Regions from separate parts of the Mus musculus genome. Here region 1 is linked to region 2. A link is a contact called in public Hi-C data. All regions are on one chromosome and are shown on one strand. The core of a region is the stretch at or near the end of the contact, and the rest is flanking DNA. Distances in the headings are between cores, read along the strand shown.

Region 1 (2,700 bases), core at 94-2,593, 150 kb before region 2:
CTTGCAAAAAAAGCAAAGGTGATGGAGACAGGCAGAGCCCTGGAGCTCTCTAGAAAGTTAGCCTTGTCTCCTTGGTAATCCCCAGGCCAGTGAATGATCGTGAATTTTGTTTTTGTTTTTGTTTTGTTTTTCTTAATGGATGGTACCTGAGAAATGACACTTGATACCGTCTTTTGATTTCCACATGCACATGCTGACTCATGAGATCTGTGCACACACAAACATGCACATGTCTGTACATGTATACACACACATATGCATACATGCATACACGCAGGCACAAACAAGAGAAATTTTTTACTACCCAATACCCCCAGTAGCTGCTACCTTCATCTTACAAGTGTGGGGTTCTAGGAAATTTCCAAAGAAAAAACTCAAAAAGGCCTTGCTTTTGTGAAGGGAGGGCTAATCGACAGTTCCAACCGACTAGAACAGCCCGGTGGATTCCCAAAGCCAGGGATCTTGCCCAGCCCCTCCCAGAGCTGACATCATTCTTGCTAGCCAAGGTTCCTTCTAGAATAGACCACCCCATCTTGAAAACAGTGACTCTTTATGGAATGTTTCATTCCTGTTTCAGATAAAAAAAAAAATCAAAGAGCCAATCCGCCTGAGCTGGAAAAATGTCCCTCAAGAATCTGGGAACGCCGCCTTGGTGGTTTGTAGTTAGTAGTAATATCTTCTCTTGAAGCTGTCAGGTGGCCCTCCTGTTTGCAGAAGGAAACCAGACATAAATAAAGCCAAAAAAAAGAGAAATGTTTGAGCTAGGCTACTGCTTGTTGGTTTATTGTTTTGAGCGGAGAAGCCAGTGTTTTCCAAGCATGGTTGTTCTACAGCACTCAGCTCCCTCACAAATGTGTTCCCTACCCTTCTGCTCATCTATAAAACAGCCTGCTTCTTGTCTTGTTAAACTTGGCCTCCAGACAGAACTTTCAGCTTAAAATATCTAACAATATGTCATATCCACCAGATACATGACAGCTATTCCTAAGATACATAATATTATTAATTGTTTTTGAATGAATTTGAACTGTTATGAATCCAAAAAGTATAAAAATGACATTTAGCCATCAACAGCTTTTGAAACATTATATACACAAAGGAAGAAATAGTAACAAGTCCAACGGTACTCATAATTTCAGAATTATATCCTTTGAAGCCAAAATGACATTAAGAGAAACAGGATGTAGAAACTTAAAAATAAAATTTCAATCCTTGACAATATTAAACTTGCCTCCTGATAAAAATTAAGTGCAAGCTAAATTATTTTTATATGCCTGAGGAACTGTCAAACAACTGGCTGTCTCCTTGACTATTTAAAGAGACAGGACTGGAGTGTGTGGAGAGATCTGGGAGGTTAAACAAGGGTGAGGGATGAGCAAGCCAACTGACTTCAACTGACTCAAAATTTACTAAGCACATGCTAGAAAATCTATTAGACAATAAAAGAGAGAGACAGGCTAAGCCTCAGAAGATCTTACACTGAGAAAGTAAAGAGGCTCCCATAGCCTTAAAATAAAGAAACAAAGTTATCTTTGATTAAATGTCCACACTGGAATTGAATGCCACTGCCATGCAATTGAAGTAAGCAAGATTGAAGGTAAGAGCAAGAACTCCATGCTGGCTGAGGTATAGCTGAGGAAGCCCCATGCAAAAACTAGAGTTCCAACTGCACCCAAAGGCTGAGGCTTACTTAGGAAGATGTGAGAAGGCTAGAGGGTGTTTACCATAAAAGAGGCAATGTAACAATGGCTTACAGGCTAAAACATATCCAACTTGTTGGGAGAAGGATGAGTTCCAATGGACCTCAAGTTCCTTTAGCTCAAAGGCATGGAAAATATTCTAATGTCTTCCTCACAGCCAGCTTCATGGAGTCCCAGAGGACTCAGATTTCTGAAGCTTCCAGTTAGCTTCTCTCATTAAGACCTGTTCCAACTGGACCCAGACACTTCTCTCCCCCACATTCTTTACAGAAGACATCAATGTCAAGAGCACCAGAAATGATCGTGACCTTTTTCCTTTGTCTATCACAACCTCCCACTGCTGAAACTCTGAGATCTGTGGCTGACCCCTACTAGACTTAGAGTGACACATCAAGATTTGACAAAGCATGTGTTACTACAGAGTCTAGAAGTCCAAAGCCCAAGACTTTGAAGTACACTATTCCGGGCACAGGGTAGCGCCCTGACAACCTAGAATTTTCTAGCCTAAAATGTTAACAGACCTGAGCATGAGAGGAAATGAATCTAAACATTCACAGTATCTCTGGAACAAATTTATCTAGCAAAATGAGACATTTCCATTTTCTTTCTATTAACTTAACCCATACCTATCTACTTACTCTAAATCCCAAGGGCTTCCTAAGATAAAATTGGCCAAACCATGCAACCCTGATTAATTTCCCTATGCTGCAACAACAACAAAAAGAAATAGCAAAACTCACCATGAGAGGGGAGCCCAAGCATGGGGGTGGGCAGCACCTGTGAAATGCACTTTCCTTTCTTGGAACTGAAAGGCTCATCTCTCAATCCTTTGAGGTGCTTCTCTGATTTTTTTAACGTTTTGTGTCCTTCCAAAGGTAGACACAATCAAAGATATTTATGTTTTTGTAGAAAGATATAGCTGTCTTTTGTGAGGCTATGCCAGGGCCTAGCAAACACAGAAGTGGATGCTCACAGTCAGCTATTGGATGGATCACAGGGC
Region 2 (2,700 bases), core at 149-2,648:
GACAGAATAAACCCTCTCTTCCTCAAGTCGTTCTTGTCACAGCATGGCAAAGAGTAACTTGCACACCTATGAATATGCAAACTTCCCTAAAAGAGATCTTTTGACAGCAATGTTGAAGACCTGGTCCTTGGACTGTATGCATCCAATTTATAATAATCAGGCTTTTTCTGTGGCCCACAAGTCTCCTGGATTGTTATTAGTGTTGCCTTGGTTAGGAAGCTGCAATATGATCCTATGACTAGAAATACTGGCATAATTTATTGCATTATTACTCCTCTGAACTGAAAGCAATTAATTACCTGAAGCAGGATGCACAAGCAAAAATTTATCAGGGGAAAGTGATGAAAAATGTAACCACTGCTTTAAAATAATAGATGCTTAATGGGGTTTTTTGTTTGTTTGCTTGCTGCCTTAAGTCAGGCATCTTACAAACAGGTCCAGCTTGGATGTCTATCGTAAATCCCCTCTACTTTTACCCCGACTCCTGCTGTACTGTTCTATCATCCTCTATCTCATTGAAGGGAGGAAGAAATGTCTAAGGTATCCACTTAACAGGAGAAGAGAAGAGAAGCTCCTCTCCTCATAGGAAACTTATTAATATAACTGTAGAATTGCATGATAAGATGCATACATGTGTTTATTGTGTATGTTGCTAAGACAAATACATCTCCCTGACTGGTATGTCTTTCTAGCTTGATGCTTTACTTTAAAACTTATAAAAACTCATACTGGATCAAAAGATATATTTTAGGTGATGTGTGTGTGTGTGTGTGTGTGTGTGTGTGTGTGTGTGGTGTACATATATGAAGTTTTTAGTTATATTTGTAAAGCCTACATTGGAAATCCTCAATGATGACCTCCGAGAATCTTTTTTTACTACCACATTCCTACCTTTCACTTTAACTCCACTATTGTCCAAGGTCCAGAAAGAAGAAAGAAACAGGACCTTATTATATTATTTGTATATTTCATGAATATGTGAAAGATAGGAGTGGGGTGAAATTCACTGTTTCTGCTTTTCAGAATTATTCACATCTGTATGATTCCGTAATTGTTTCTTCTATAAAGTTATTGGAGTAATTTTGCTTCCGTATATTCCCGATCAATTCCCCCTCTCAAGGGCACAGTTGAAAAGTGATATTTGAGAACGGCCTCTGATAGATTGCATGGTTAGTCAGCAGCAGAGACAAACAACCTAATCCAGCACAAATTAGTTCGGCTGCCAGCAATAGTTTTATACAAAGATGTAAATTATGTTGTCAAAATCGGTGGCTTTCTAGCTTGCTGCTCAGCTAACAAGAAACCACTTTGGCTGATAAAGATGAACACTAAGCGTCCCTCTCTCACAAATTTGCAAATCTGCCATTTCAGCATTCTGCTAGCCACAAACAAACGGCCGCTGTAATTGCTTCTTTCTTCCACCCCTGGTGTTTTTCCTCCTTGAGCTGTTCCTTCCAGGCTGCTCTCGAAAATAATAACAACAAAAGCCCAAAAGCGCCACCATAATAAATACTCACAACTCCCAGAACCAAAAGGAAGGGAGGCGCTGTAGCAGCCAGTCCTCAGGTCTCCTTACTATCCTTCTTATGCAGGCATGGCCCAGCCCACTCACCCATGGCTGGGGGCCACGCAGACCCAGGCCCTGTCACTCCAGGTGCTGCCAGCTAAAAGACCGTGAGGGCAGGACAAACTCTTGGCTTTAATGGAAATGGAAATATTCTTGGAGCTTTGGACAAGGATTGCTATTGACACGGGCCCATCCATTCTTCTTTATTTCACAAGCTCCCATTACTGGGAAGGGAGCAGGAGAGAGTATACTTTCAAGGGACCCAAGTAGAGAGCTTCACCAGGCTGCCTGGACAAACTGGAATCAGATATATCTAATGCTGGACTGAAAATAATAACACATTATAACGGTAATTATACCCAGCATAAGTCAAATAAATAAATTATAAATTACAATTACCCTTTACAGTTGCTAGTCTCTCTGTTTGCTCTACAATTAACTGCAGGTGCTTCTGTGTGTTTTATTACCACCCCAAAGTTATATATTTGAAAGAATGGTACAGATGATTCCTGTTTATTTGTTAAATTAAAGCATTGTTGGTAAAATTACAGCTTAATTAATATTATGGGTACTATATAACAAAATAGTTTACCTTGTACATAATTTATTTCCGCATGCGTATCTCAGCCCAGAACCATTACAGCTTTAAGGCAGCTAAAATAAAATATCCCTCCTTTGCTGGCATTTTTCTAAATAGCAGTTCACTAAATCAATATTATTCACTTGGTATTTTTAAAAGCAGTGTATCTTAATAATTACCCAGCATTAGAGTAGGCAATAATTTTACTTGCTAAGCATATTAAATTTAGCAAACCATCAGTCAAATAGTTTGTTCTCTCTGAGAATGGGTAAGCAGTGAGTGAGTTTGGAATCATGTTCCCTTGGTATAAATGTCACAGGGAGTTTAGGAATGCGTCTGTGACTCCCTAAGCCAGCCGGCACTATATATCTTTATTAGTTTCAGTGGTCAGCGCGGTGACCGGTTGTTTATTCTCATTACTCAAGACAAGGTGAGCCACTCGGCAGTAGCTGCAATCACAGCTAAAAACATATGACTTTGCAGAAAGAAAAAACCTGAAGGCAAGGCTACCCACACAATGGCCTAGTCACCGACCACCACCAGAGGGACTGGG

The links. A called contact is a pair of places that touch in the nucleus more often than the background predicts.
Region 1: a contact with region 2 is called in a Hi-C map of uterus, with 5 times the contacts expected there. The contact joins two enhancer-like sites. A contact is called at or near these places in 3 of 484 Hi-C or Micro-C datasets (all in uterus) and 2 of 9 other capture datasets (adipose tissue and liver).

Annotation. Positions count from the first base shown.
Region 1 is chr14:22,321,869-22,324,568 of GRCm38.p6, reverse strand. All of the region lies in intron 2 of Lrmda (leucine rich melanocyte differentiation associated), which reads right to left. Among named protein-coding and RNA genes, the nearest start is that of 4930405A10Rik, 220 kb to the left of the region's middle. Within about 2 kb of position 1,343, at least 8 of the 459 cell types and tissues checked have an H3K27ac peak or open chromatin away from gene starts, as enhancers often do. A contact at or near this core is called in uterus, where this site is marked.
Region 2 is chr14:22,174,854-22,177,553 of GRCm38.p6, reverse strand. All of the region lies in intron 2 of Lrmda (leucine rich melanocyte differentiation associated), which reads right to left. Among named protein-coding and RNA genes, the nearest start is that of Gm41107, 140 kb to the right of the region's middle. Within about 2 kb of position 1,398, at least 6 of the 459 cell types and tissues checked have an H3K27ac peak or open chromatin away from gene starts, as enhancers often do. A contact at or near this core is called in uterus, where this site is marked.